2 separate regions of the Callithrix jacchus genome follow, and region 2 is linked to region 1. A link is a contact called in public Hi-C data. All regions are on one chromosome and are shown on one strand. Each heading gives the region's core, a stretch centred on a gene start, on an enhancer-like site or on the middle of the called end of the contact. The rest is flanking DNA. Distances are from core to core; before and after follow the strand shown. Region 1 holds the start of ADAMTS17 (ADAM metallopeptidase with thrombospondin type 1 motif 17). Region 2 overlaps ADAMTS17 (ADAM metallopeptidase with thrombospondin type 1 motif 17).

Region 1 (7,332 bases), core at 2,011-4,510:
CGCAGCCACAGCCGTTTGCTTGTAAGCCGTCCGCAGCTGCAACTGCTTTCACACTAGACGGGCAGCTTTGAGCGGCTGCAACAAAGGCTGTGTGGCCCACAGAGCCTCAAGTATTATCTGGTCCTTAAGAGAAGAAGTTTGCCGACCCTTGCTGCTCGTTTTTGGATACAAGGACACTTTGAAATGCCCCCCATCCATGGCCACCAAAGATCATTTACTTCATCACTCCTTCCCACACCTTGTAGCGGAGACTGTTGTAGACAATACACACACCCCCCTCTACAGCTCCACTTCACAGAGCTTCACCACGGCCGAGAGACACACAGCATCCCCGGCCGCCTGAACTGAGAACCCAAGCCAAAGCTAGTCTGTGATGCAAACGTGATTGGCCCAAATTCCTGCTGCTTTCCTTTCTTTACGCTTTCAGGACCACCTTGTAACCAAGGGGTCCACCTCCAAGTCACCCCATTGTCTCTTCCCTCCTGCCTTCAACACGTACTGAGGGGCAAGTGTCCAACGTCCAGCTCACACGAACGGGATGAACACAGCGGACTAAACAGGAATTCCAACTAAAGCAGGAATTTAAAAGCCAAAGTCTTAGAGGTACACCCACCACTGGCACACACTGAACTCAGCCTGTTGGCCGGGTTCCTTTATGTAAAGCACAGCACCCTCACATGGTGCTGAAGGGAAGGACAGTCTTGCTGAGAAGCTGGCTGAGATGCCATCTATGAGAGGGCCCAGCCCTCACTCTGCGAGGATTTTAAATCAATGTTATCCAGATTTTCACCCTCGGCTCCTTCACAGATAGCTCCTTGCTGGAAACTTTACACCAAGAAGTATAAACTCTGACCTCTACAGAAACTCACTAAACCGCAGCAAATGGGATTCAGATGTTTCCATGTACAGTACAATGATGTGACCTAGACTTTAAACACTTTGGCAAAAACAGGAAAAATGATGTGGGCCTTCCAGTCCCTCCCAGAACATGATACAGCCTTGACCCAAGCCCTACAGTGATCTGAGCCTTTCTCACTCCCACTCCAGCCTCCCAGCCCTTGGTCAGCATTCCCTCCTACCAGGCCCCCTCCAAGATCTATATATCACTTTCCTTGTTTCACCAAAGCTGCCTATTTTCCCAGCTGAGCAAAACCAGATCATACCCTAATCAGAACTCAGAACATTCTTGAAAGGAAAGCCAGGCTGATCTAGGAAACCACCCAGAGTTACCCGCAGCACTGGGAAGAAAGGAGAGGTCTTACATAAGACTTTATACCCCCAGGCCTTCTGGCTCCCTGGATTCTCGGGGTCTTGCCACAGACCCTGCGGGTAAAGGCTGAGGAATTCTAGCTAGTGGCATAAGAAAAGGTGGAGAGAGCAGTTTCCTGTGCCCGGGAAGGACAGACACAAACTAATATCAGAAACTGCCTCTCCAGAGGCCAGTCATGACAGAAGACAGAGGAAAAAAACCCTCCATTTCATGCTCTGGGTCCATACCAAGCTTTGCTGGGGGCAGGCGATCTGCCGACAACGTGTGCTGCCTTCGGGGCACGGAGCTGAGTGCGTATGGACACCAGTGTAGCCACATGATCAAGTGTGTGCACAGGCAGGGCAAGTGCACACAAGAACTCGCTTGCCCCCAAGAGCACCTGTCACAGGTGCCTCAAATGCCACAGGGCAGGGATTTGGGGACACGGAGAAGTTACTGCCACAACAAGGGAGCTTCTGGGGACAGGAATAGAGCTTATCACCAAGGTAACCATCCTTCAGGCCTGGTTGGGGGTGAGCACAAGATAAATGCCTTCTAATAGTATAAGCAAACAAGGACAAAAGCCCTTCCTCTCCTGTTTCTTACGTTTCGGTAAGAGCGGGGTTAGCGGTGGCCTGTGTGGGCACTTCTCCCAACTTCCTGTTCCAGGTACAGAAAGAACACTCAAACAGGAGAGAGGTGACTGCGCACTCCCCTACCTCCACGTCCAAAAACTCTCCGCACCGGCCAAGGCGCCTCTGTTCAGGACCCTGACAGTTTCATCCCTGCTAGATCCGCGCTCCCTTGTGCGGGCGGCGTAGACCCCACGCAGCCCCAGCTTCAGGCGTGTTCCACGGGCTACAGAGGCGCTGGATTCGGAGACTGCCCCTTCCACCCGCTTTGCCTATAGAGGGTCCTGAAGGTAGGGGTGGGGGATGGGGAGAGGTGGAAAGGCAGGGGCTTCTCTACGGTTCCCCTGGAGGCTGGACTTTCCGCAGAGGCGCCCCACCCCCACCCTCCACGGCGACGACCCTGCGCCGGGACAGACCCGACGGGCCGACGCGGAGGCGGCGCGGGCAGTACCAGGCCGCCGGCGGCGCCGCAGGCGCTGAGCGAGACGAGGGAGCCAGGGTGGCCGAGCACACTGCCCGAGTAGAAGCACAGCTCCGCGGGGCGGCCGCGCCGCCCGGCCGCGCCCGCCTCCTCCACCTCGAAGCCTCGGGACAGGAAGCGCAGGTCGCGGCGCAGCTGCAGGTACAGGTCGCGCCCGAAGGCCGGCAGGTGCAGCAGCAGGGCGCGCTCTCCGGGCCGGGAGCGCGGGGCGGCGGGGGGCGTGCGGGGGCGCCGCCGCCGTCGGGGCCCGGGGGCTGCGGGCAGCGGCGGCAGGTGCACGTCGTCGGGGCGCACCCGCCGCGGGAGCACCACCTCCACGTCGGCCGCCGCGTCGCCGACAGCTGCGGGGAGAGAGGAGACGCGTCAGCGCCGCGGGGCCCGCCTTCCCGCCGGCCCTCCCGCCGGCCTCCCGCCGCGCCAGCGCCGGGACAGCACGACCCGGAGCGGGCGCTGCCTTCCCTTCCCTCGCCCGGCACCTCCGCGCAGGCCCGCGCCACCCGGGGAGGGTCCCCGGAGCAGCAGCCCGAGCACCTCCCGGGACGGCGCCGCGCCTCGGCCAGCGGAGACCCGGCGGCGGCGGCGCGCCTACCACGGAACCACCCGAGTCCCGTCCTGTGGCTGCGGCCCGAGCCTCCTCAGCCCGGGCGCGGTCAGCGGTCCCGGGGCCGCCAGGACGCCGCACGAGCGCAGAGGGGAGGCAGCTGCTGGACGCGGGGGCGAAGGCGGCCGTGGGAGGGGCGCTACCTGTGCCCGGGTCCAGTCCCCAAACCAGCAGCAGCAGCACCGGCAGGACGAGCGGAGGCAGCAGGGCGCCGTCACACATGGTACCCGGGACCGGCAGCCCCCCGGGCCGTGACGGCGGAGCAGGAGCGCGCGAGGCGGCGGCGCCAAGCGGAGTGAAACCCTCCAGCCTTTGGAAAAAGTAATTAGCGCTGCGGACAAACCCAACGTGGTAAACCTCAAGCCCCGCCTTTCCCTCGGAAGGCGGGAGGTGATTGGGCCCTCGCTTTCCTCTGCCCCGCCTCCTCCTTCCCTATTGGTCAGAATGGGTGGAAACCGCAGTGCGTAGTTAGGTTGTAAGCACTTTCTTACACGTGGTTTCTGGGCAGTGGCGGGGACGCGGCACCAGGTGGCGCGCGGAAGCCGACCGGAGCTCTGCGGCCCTGGAGGAGCCGGAGGCCGCGGGGCTGGTCTTCAGAGCTTGTCCTCATTTTGAAAATCTCTCAGCCTGCTGCCCAGTTTCCCGGGAAGACAGGCCGGAAATCGCCCCGGCCAAGCGGTTTCATCCCAAAATACATATACTATTTACTTCTAAGGTCAGGTTTTAGTTGTTTGTGGCTGGAAAGACTACCAGTCCACTTTCCTGCACACCTGAGCTTGCACCTGATGGCTATATCCGCGGCGTTTAGCCAAACCCCTCACACCTGCTGTCGTCTTCAATCTCACAGGAGCCAGTGCAACAGGCATGCTCACACCCCCTTAGAGATTGAAAAACTGAGGAAGAGAGAGCTTAAGGAAAAAACGCCTAAGGTACCCAGAGAGTTCCTGTTGCAGTGAAGGCCAAAATTTGTGGTCCTGAGTTCTGACTTGGTGCTTCTCACTAACAGCAGCATCCCCGCGCCCCGAGGGAGGCAGGACTCAGTGTTAGGGTTAGGAAAACAGGGCACAAAGCCCCAAAGCCTGGACTTGAATGTGAGTCTCCCAGAAACAAAATGAGTTGATCCTTTCCTGCCAGAACATAACAGATCTGCAGGGAAGGTGACTCCTTTAGCTTGCTGAGTAGCATCTTGTAGGAAACAAAATGAAACAATTAGCTGAAGTGTAACCATAACTGATCTCAGGTTTCCCCTCCCTTCCCTGTCCTGCTCTTCTCCGTTTTCTCAAAGCAGAAATAGTTCCCCACTGGATGCTGATTGAAGCCTCAGAATCTAAATTAATCCCAGGATTACATATCATCTGAAGATATGTAGACGTAGAACACTGTCCAGCTTCCCCGAAATATAATGAACCCCAAGGGCAAACGGTGGCCCTCCACAGAGGCTTGCTACTCACTGCTTGGCACCTGCAATTCTGGGGCATCTGCACAGCTCCTGCTCTTGGGCAAGCCTGGGGATTTGTTTCTCCCCCTTGCCCTTGTCCAGGCCAACAGCTTCAGACAACTGACAGCTCAGCAGCATTTTCTGGCAGCACAAGAGATGCTGGTGATTGCGGTGATGGATATTCCATTTACCCCGACGAGATTATTATGCATTGTATGGCCATATCAAAAATTTTCATGTACATAAATTTCCTAAACATATACACCTGTACCTATTATCTATTCAAAAAATATTACTTTAATTTTTAAAAAGATAACACAGTAAGCTTCTTAGTGAATCTTTTTGTCAAAAAGAGGTATCTCCAAGGCCTGCCACAGAAAACCATGGAATCTGGGCAACACCACCTCACAAGGACAAGTCAGCCTGAAGTAGTCATCACCAATCTATCGGATGATGCTTAAATGCTAAAATTAGTCCATAGGGACATGAAAACGAAAACAGCAAGGTACTATTTTATTTCTCGACTAACCAAAATTAAAGAGCTTAGAAAAATCAAGAATTAGGACACTCTCCTGTCCGTGAGTGGTAGTAAAAATTGGCATGGCCACTTTGAGGAACAACAGGGCAAATTGTAAAACTAAAGATTTCGTTTTGATAAAACTGAAAACAAGCACATTCTACAAGTCTGTAATTCCACGCTGGTTAATTACTCCAGAAAAACTCTGGCACGTGTACAAGAATGTTTGTTCACCAGGGCAACTTATTAAGAGCAAAAATTGCAAAAACCTGAATGTTCATCATTACATAAACGGCTACTTGAACACCATTAATTAAAAGAAATACAAAAATCTCATAGATGTAACAACATGGACAGATCTCCAAGATCAGTCACCATATTTTTTTAAAAATCAGATTGAAGAATGATGCACACAAAAGGATAACATGTATATAAACACACACACGTGACATACTCTGTATGGATTCAGATAAATGTACATAAAATCAAAGAGAAAAGTCTGGAAAAATACACACCAAATTTCATTAAGGTTTATTGTTCTTTTTATAAGAAATTGCATGTTGAGGATACTACTAAAGGAAAATAAAAACCTGGGACCCCAGCTGAGCACGGTGGCTCACGCCTGTAAGCCCAGCATTTTGGGAGGCCGAAGCAGGCAGATCACAAGGTCAAGAGTTCAAGACCAGCCTGGCCAACATGGTGAAACCCTGTCTCTACTAAAAATACAAAAATTAGCCGGGCGTGGTGGCACACGCCTGCAATCCCATCTACTCAAGAACTGAGGCAGGAGAATCACTTGAACCCAGAAGGTGAAGGTTGCAATGAGCCGAAATTACACCACTGCACTCCAGCCTGGACAACAAGAGCAAAATTCTGTCCCAAAAAAAACAAAACAAATGAAAAAAAATCCTGGGACCCCAATTCACCCTGCCAAAAGAAAAAATTAAACTGAAAGCTGAGTCATGCGGTAACCTGCCTTTCCTTTAGTTCCTAAGCACATACCTACAGATAAAAAGGTTAAACATCTCCACAGGTAGCTGGGAGAGTACGAGGGAGAAGGAAGAACTGAGAAGTGATGAAGGCAGGATGGTGTTTGGTGACTACGTGCTGCTCCTGTGCCTGGATTGGATTCCAGCACCAGGGGCCGGCGCCTACTGCTGCACTATTAAAGACACTGTCACAGTTGTCATGGTTGACTCAATCTACCAAAGTGGTGCCCCCTTGTCCAGGGCCCAGTTTTCATTGCCACACCAGCAACTTCCACACCTGTTGCATGGAATCCTCACCTCTGCCCCCTGCCATCTGATCTCCTGCCAGGGCCTCTTTTGGCAGAAGCTAGCAGGAAGCCTAGGAAAATGTAAGGCAGTCCGAGAATGAAGGTTGCAGACTTTGAGCTTCAGTGAAAGGCAGAACCTGGAAGTGGGAATGTGGGGCTGGGAGACAGAGCCGCTAAAGGTCTTAATCTGGCCACTAGGAATCTGAATTCCCTTGGCCCTTCATCCTTGTGTTCACTAGTCATAGTAAAAGTTTAAGCGTCCATGCCTTCAACTTTCTCTTTCATAGCATTTCCTCCACAATACTACGCACTGCCTTCCTCTACCCAAGTCCCAACCCTCCTCCGAGATGTCTATAACCACCTGCAGGGGTCTGTCCTGCAAACCCCAACTCCACAATGGATAAATGAAATACACTCACACATGCAGTAAAGAGCACACGTGGGTTAGGGAGGTCGTCAGCTGCTCTCAGAGGGCGATTGCAGCTAACCGACCCCTCACTAGCTATCCTTCCTCACATGTATTCAGTATAGAATTAATGACGGAGGTTCTAAGTTAACATGCTTGTGGATAATTAACATGGTTAAAAGAGTGGTTTTATGAATGATAAAAGGTTTTGGTTCCCAGGCCCAGAACAAACACCATTAACAGGTAATCCCCCTTCGACCTCCCCCTGAGAGGACCATCCAACACAAAGTTTACATCAGTAAACAAGTAAAATAGAGACAAAGGGATGTGGGTAAACAGACTTAACTGCAGAAGCTTCTATTTTCCCAAATCTTCACCCTATGACCTAATGCTCTAAGGTAAGAACAGGCTGCCTTCATCCTGTCCCATTAAAACCTTTCGGCCTTCCAGGTTTGAGACTATAATCTTACAACTCTCCCTAGTATTTCCCTTAATATTTTGCCAACCACACTGAGTGAATCCCAACACTCCTCAGTCTTGAGACCTGCCCACTCTGCACTTAGGAGCTGCTGCCCCATAGCCTAGATCTTCTGCCTCTTCTCTGAGCATTTTGTACTTATGAAAGGAATTCCTTTGAAACTATAAGGTGGCAACAAACTTCTACATTTCTCAGCCTCTTTTTTCCCCTAATGATGGTCACTTGTCACAGTTCTGGCCACTGCAATAGAAAAA
Region 2 (7,332 bases), core at 1,664-4,163, 120 kb before region 1:
GTTCCACTGTCGCTTTTTCTGTTTTCTGATGACTGATTTTTATAAAAGCAAACAAGCTGCTTAGAAGGCCCTGAAAGTGAGGGAGAGGGCAAGGAAGATGACTAGTTATGAAGGGTGACCGTTGTTTTTTTGCCAAAAAAGCCTGAGTAGAGTGATCTGAATTATCTGGTACCTCCTGAATGGAACCCCGCGCACCTCCCCTGTGGAAGAGTCCCTGGATTTTCCCCAACCCCACCCTCTCCCTCTTCACCCATGTTGATGGCAGAGAAGATAAGAAGTTAGAACCCATCTCTCACTGGAGAGGAAAACCTGTCGTCCCGCTTTGTGAAGAAGGTTCTACCTGCCGCTCATTGCACCCCGTCTTTCCTATGTGCTAAGATAGCACTTTGGGAGGCCGAGGCGGGTGGATCACGAGGTCAAGAGATCGAGACCATCCTGGTCAACATGGTGAAACCCCGTCTCTACTAAAAATACAAAAAAATTAGCTGGGCATGGTGGCGCATGCCTGTAATCCCAGCTACTCAGGAGGTTGAGGCAGGAGAATTGTTTGAACCCAGGAGGCGGAGGTTGCGGTGAGCTGATATCATGCCATTGCACTCCAGCCTGGGTAACAAGAGCGAAACTGCCTCAAAAAAAAAAAAAGAAGTCCAAAAGAGGGACAAAAAAAAAAGAAATGTAAAATGCTTGAATGAGCTGATAACATTAATATTATTAAGAGCGTCTGCTTTCCAGGCCGAAGTGATCCATTCATTATGCCAGTCCTGCTTCAGTCTTTTGTAATTCGCAGTAATTATGTAATTGTAGCAATAATGCTTTTCTTAATTCAAAAGAGTATAAAAATTAAAAATCTGAAGAGGCAAAAAGATGTTTAAAAGTAGTAAAAATGGGATTATTTTCCCATTCTTCCTCCGGAAGTCTTTCTTCAAGACTGTCCTCTGGAGGAGTGTGGAACTGCACACAGACTTTTGCTGGTCACCACTTAACAGTACTGCTGACCTGGCCATGCTCTACTCTTCCCCACAGTGGAAATCACAGAATGTTCTAGGTCCATGTATCCAGCCCATCGTCCACGTATCCAGCCCACTGTCCATGTAGGGGGCTGAAATAGTTTCTTCATGGCACCTGTACGATGTTCCTTAGCTGGTCACCCCAGTTCCACAGGTGCATAAGCAATACGGCAGACTTCCTCTGAGACAGTCCTCGATCACTATGCGAACAAGGTCACCATGAAGAAGTGAAGCTTTGCTGTCATCACAGGTTCATTACTGCCCTGCAGAGACAACTCTCTCTTAGGAGGAAAGAACTGCTCCTTGTGCTCTATTGTCCCATAAATCTTTCACACCTTCGCTTGGTATCATGAATTAAAAACTAATGCAGAATCTCCCATCCAAAAGCATAACCACCTAAGAATGCGGACTGCTATTTCCTGACCCCTGCACTGTGCCCGGCAGGCTCTGGCTACAGCCAAAGGGAGCCCTCATGCCTCTGTTTGGAATGTGGTGGCAATTCTAAGTCAGACAGATGGGCAAAGCCAGCAATCAGACCAGAAGTTGGTGAAGCAAACTTCCCAAAGTGAAGCAAGATGTGGATGTGGAAGATCAGCTGTTCGTGAGACGAGGTGCTGATCTTCCTGGACTGTTTGTTAGATTTCATGTCTGGATCTCGTCTGGAAAGTCTACCAAATGGATGAGAGCCCAAATGTCTGGCATTCCTCTGATAACTCCAGCCCAGTAACTGTCCTGTTGTCACGGCAGAAGGAGCCTTGCTGCTAGCCTTGACTTCAGCATGACTGATTCTCCTTTAGCACCTGACTTATGCACCACAGACCACTTCACATGGAGTCTTTACACAGCCAGCAGAGAACTTGACAGCCCCTGAGACACCTGCCCTTGTCACTGCTGGCCTTGGGTAGCAAGTTGGCCTTCTGGCTGATACTTTGGGAAGTCTAGGGCTGGCCTGGCATAAATGACCCAGTCAGCAGACCCCAAGGGCCCTTCTTGGTCCCTCCCCAGGGGTAAGGATGATCCAAAAGACCCCTGGGCTGCTCTATGGGTGAGGGCAGACGGGCATCTGCAAAAGGAGCTGCTAGTGTGTTTCCCTCCTGCTCGAAGACACAGGTAACGAAACAGCCAGCTGCTGGCAGGATGGCTGGCAAGCCCCCAAGACTCCATTCGCCTGAGGGTGAATAACTCAAACTTAAGAGTCTGGGTGTTGCTGACTCTCCCCAGGAGAACCTAGAGCAGAGCTGACCTGGAAGTCACTGTTCCTAGCATATCCTCAGCTCCCTTGGCCATTCTTGGGAATATAAGCCACAGGGAGAGTTCTCTTTGTGCCAGCAGATTCTGAGTGAGGGGAGAAGGGCAGGCTCTGGACTGGTGTCTGCATTTAAGTCCCCCTCTGCCACCTCCCAGCTGGGCGACTACGGCTCTGGTTTAATCTCTCCAAGCCTCGTGCCCCTTTTGTAAGACGAGATGAACACCTACCTCATGGATTTGAGGATTAAATGAATGAGAGTGAAGCACTTTTCAGAGTAAACTCTGAACAAATATTATCTAACACTGCAATTAGTTTGACCAAGTCCAAATCTTTTCTTAAAGCTTAATGAAAGTATTTACCCACCCAAAAACTCTGAGCCAAAAGGCATAGCACAATGTCACAATTATCGGCAGCTCTGGTTGCCAGTGTAGAGGCAGTGAACCTCCAAATGCTTTTATTAGCATGACATTTGGAAAGCTGAAGAAGGAACAGCAAACAGCTGGGGGCTGGGAAAACACCACCTTGACCGACACCGGAGGCCTCTCGTTCTCTCTGCGCTGGGGGCCAGACAAGGTCGGTCACAAGAATATACCAGCAAATTGCATCTGGAACCTCATCGTGCCTCCTTACCCATGCGCTCCTCGCCTGACTCAATTTCACCCTGGATTTTGCATTGACTCCCTTTAAAAACAAGCTCACAGAACCCCTTTTCCCAATGCTGACACCTGCCCCAACCACTGCCTGCAATCTACTGAGCTACCAGGGTGCTTTATCCAGAGGCCTATGGTGCCCACCTCGGCTAGGTCCTGACGTTCCAGGCCTACTTGACAACTCATCCCTGCTCATCAAGGGGAAAGAGAACTCTTTATAAAACTTCTTCAGATTTGAGATAGGTGAATTCATAAAAATTAAATGACAATATTTTACTAAGATTAGATTTGAATCACACATTGAATGCAGTTCTTGGAAACATCACATGTTCTGTTTTCTGAGGTCAGGGTGCCTTTCTCCTCCAGACTTCCTATGCATTTGATCGAACACAAGTCTAAAAGTAATAAAATTAGTTTCAAGAGGAAGAGTTGAGATTAAATGTGTAACTGGACAAAGGGAAACGGGACATGAGTTTGTATCTCAGCAACATCTTTCTGATAGGGAAAAAGAAACAGGATGCTTCGTGTTCCGCAGGATAAAGTATCTGTTTCCCACCAAAATGTCACTGGGACAAGGCAGGGAAGGAACAGTCTTTCATAACTGGTACTAGGACCACTGGATATCCAGAGGCAAGAAAAGGAATTTAGACGCACAGTTCACATCCTACACAAAAATTAACTCAGAGTGGATCACAGACGTAAACGTAAGAGCTGAAAATACAAAACCTTAGAAGCACTTTGGGAGGCCAAGGCGGGCAGATCCCCTTTGGTCAGGAGGTTGAGACCAGCCTGGCCAACATGGTGAAATCCCGACTCTACTAAAAATACAAAAAATTTGCTGGCTGTGATGGCAGGGGCCTATAATCACAGCTACTTGGGAGGCTGAGGCAGGAGAATCACTTAAATCCAGGAGGCAAAGGCTGCAGTGAGCCGAGATCATGCCATTGCACTCCAACCTGGGTGACAGAGCAAGACTCTGTCTAAAAGAAAAAAACAAAAACAAGAGCCCCAGGCAAGATGGCCAAATAGGAACAGCTCCAGTGCACGGCTCCCAGTGAGAGCCACGCAGAAGGTGGGAGATTCCCACATTTCCAACTGAGGTACCTGGTTCACCTCATTGGGCCTGGTTGGACAGTGAGAGCAGCCCAAGGAGGGCGAGCCAAAAGCGGGTGGGGCACTGCCTCACCGGGGAAGAGCAAGGGGCCGAGGAACTCCCGCTCCTAGCCAAAGGAAGCCATTAGGGACTGTTTCCTGCACTCCCACCCAGAAACGGAGCTTTTCTCATGGTCTTCACAGCCCGCAGACCAGGAGATGCCCTCCAGTACCTACACAACCACCAGAGCCCTGGGTTCCAGCACAAAACCAGATGGCCATTAGGGCAGAAAACGAGCTGGCTGCGTTTTTTTTTCATACCCAGTGGCACCTGGAACGCCAGCAAGACAGCACCGTTCACTCCCCTGGAAAGCGGACTGAAGCTGGGGAGCCAAGTGATCTGGCTTGGTGGGCCCCACCCTCACTGAGCCCAGCACTGAGATGCACTGGCTTGAAATTCTCACAGGCAGCACAGCAGTGTGGGCTTGACCTGAGTCATTCAAGCTCAGTGGCAGGAGGGGTCTCTGCCATTGCTGAGGCTCGAGTAGGTGGTTTCAACCTCACAGTGTAAGCAAAGTTGCCAGGAAATCAGAACTGGGCAAAGCCCAACACAGCTGAGCAGCTGCAGGCACTGTCTCACTAGATGTGCTTGCAGGGCAGGGCATCTCTGAAAAAAGGTAGCAGCCCATCAGGGACTTCTAAATAAAGCCCCCAACTTCCTGGGACAGAACACCTGGGAAAAGGGGTGGTAGTAGATACAGCTTCAGCAGACCTAAACATCCCTGCCTGGCAGCTCTGAAGAGAGCAGTGGATTTCCCAATACAGCGTGTGAACTCTGATAAGCGACAGACTGCCTCCTGAAGTGGCTCCCTGATCCCTGTGTATCTTGACTGGGAGACACCTCCCAGTAGGGGCAACAGACACCTCATACAGGAAGGCTATGGCTGGCATCCGGCCAGTACCCCTCTAGGATGAAGCTACTAGAGGAAAGAACAGGCAGCAATCTTTGCTGTTCTGCAGCCTATGCTGGTGATTCCCAGGCAAGCAGGGTCTGGAGTGGACCTCCAGCAAACTCTCGCAGACCTTCAGCAGAGAGGCCTGACTGTTTCAAGAAAAACTAACAGAAAGAAATAGTTTCAACATCAACAAAAAGTACGTCCATTCAGAGACCCCATCCAAAGGTCACTGACCTTAAAGACAAAAGGAACTTTGGGAGGCCGAGGCAGGTGGATCACGAGGTCAAGAGATCGAGACCATCCTGGTCAACATGGTGAAACCCCGTCTCTACTAAAAATATGAATTAGCTGGGCATGGTGGCACGTGCCTGTAATCCCAGCTACTCAGGAGGCTGAGGCAGGAGAATTGCCTGAACCCAGGAGGCAGAGGCTGCAGTGAGCTGAGATTGCACCATTGCACTCCAGCCTGGGTAACAAGAGCAAAACTCTGTCTCAAAAAAAAAAAAAAGACCAAAGGAAGACAAATCCACAAAGATAGAAAGAAACTGGAACAAAAAGGCTGAAAATTCCAAAAACCAGAAGGCCTCTTCTCCTTTAAGGAATCACAGCTCCTCACCAGCAAGGGCACAAAACTGGATGGAGAATGAGTTTGAGGAATTGACAGAAGCAAGCTTCAGAAGGTGGGTAATAACAAACTTCTCGAAGCTAAAGGAGCATGGAAGTTAGAACCTTGATAAAAGGTTAGACAAAATACTAACTAGAATAACCACCTTAGAGAACATCACGAATGAACTGATCAAGATGAGAAACACAGCACAAGAACTTTGTGAAGCATATACAAGTTTTGAAAGCTGAATTGATCAAGCGGAAGAAAAGACAAGCTTAGAGACAAAAGGGTGAAAAGAAATGAACAAAGCCTTCAAGAAGTATAGGATTATGTGAAAAGACCAAATCTACATTTGACTTAAGTACCTGAAAGTGAAGAAGAGAATGAAACCAAGTTGGAAAACACTCTTCAGGATATCATCCAGGAGAACTTCCCCAACCTAGCAAGGCAGGCCAACATTCAAATTCAGGAAATACAAAGAACACCACTGATACTCCTCAAGAAGAGCAACCCCAAGGCACATAATCGTCAGATTCACCAAGGTCAAAATGAAGGAAAAAAATGCTAAGGGCAGCTGGAGAGAAAGGTCGGATTATCCACCAAGGGAAGCCCATCAGACTAACAGAATCTCTTTCTGCAGAAACTCTACAAGCCAGAAGAGAGTAAGGGCCAATATTCAACACTCTTAAAGAATTTTCAACCCAGAATTTCATATCCAGCCAAACTAAGCTTCATAAGCAAAGGAGAAATAAAATCCTTTACAGACAAGCAAATGCTGAGGGAATGTGTCACCACCAGGCTTGCCCTACAAGAGCTCCTGAAGGAAGCACTAAACATGGAAAGGAACAACCAGTACCAGCCACTGCAAAAACATACCAAATTGTAAAGACCACTGACACTATGAAGAAACGGCATCAACTAATGGGCAAAATAACCAGCTAACATCATAACGGCAGGATCAAATTCACACATAACAATATTAACCTTAAACATAAATGGGCTAAACACCCCAATTAAAAGACACAGACTGGCAAACAGGATCAAGAGTTAAGACCCATCAGTGTGCTGTATTCAGGAGAACCACTTCACATGCAAAGACACACATAGGCTCAAAATAAACGAATGGAGGAAGATTTGTCAAGTAAATGGAGAGCAAAAAAAAAAAAAAGCAGGGTTGCAATCATAGTCTCTGATAAAACAGACTTTAAACCAACAAAGATCAAAAGAGAAACAGAAGGGCATTACATGATGGTAAAGGGATCAATGCAACAAGAGGTAACTACTCTAAATACCTATGTACCCAATGCAGGAGCATCCAGATTAATAAAGCAAGTTCTTAGAGACCTACAAAGAGACTGAGACTCCCGACACAATTATAATGGGAGATTTTAACACCCCACTGTCAATATTAGGCAGATTAATGAAACAGAAAAAATAACAAGAATATACAGGACTTGAACTCAGCTCTGGATCAAGTGCATCTAATAGACATCTACAGAACTCTTGACCCCAGATCAACAGAATATACATTCTCCTCAGCACCACATCATACCTATTCTAAAATTGACCACAAAATTGGAAGTAAACCACTCCTCAGCAAATACACAAGAACAGAAATCATAATAAACAGTCTCTCAGACCACAGCATAATCTAATTAGAACTCAGGATTAAGAAACTCACTCAAAACCACACAACTACATGGAAACTGAACAACTTGTTCCTGAATGACTACTAGATAAACAATGAAATGAAGACAGAAATAAAGATGTT

Evidence for each region. Hi-C and Micro-C count contacts between places; a contact is called where the count stands out from the background.
Region 2: a contact with region 1 is called in a Hi-C map of skeletal muscle, with 2.5 times the contacts expected there. The contact joins the enhancer-like site here to the promoter of ADAMTS17 in region 1. A contact is called at or near these places in 2 of 3 Hi-C or Micro-C datasets (induced pluripotent stem cells and skeletal muscle).

The regions. Positions count from the first base shown.
Region 1 is chr6:9,569,269-9,576,600 of calJac240_pri, reverse strand. ADAMTS17 (ADAM metallopeptidase with thrombospondin type 1 motif 17) reads right to left here and starts at 3,260. Exons shown (of 22, transcript XM_078375967.1): 1 at 3,107-3,260; 2 at 2,333-2,703. The coding sequence starts at 3,185.
Region 2 is chr6:9,687,787-9,695,118 of calJac240_pri, reverse strand. All of the region lies in intron 7 of ADAMTS17 (ADAM metallopeptidase with thrombospondin type 1 motif 17), which reads right to left. Among named protein-coding and RNA genes, the nearest start is that of ADAMTS17, 120 kb to the right of the region's middle. Within about 2 kb of position 2,913, at least 1 of the 16 cell types and tissues checked has an H3K27ac peak or open chromatin away from gene starts, as enhancers often do. A contact at or near this core is called in skeletal muscle, where this site is marked.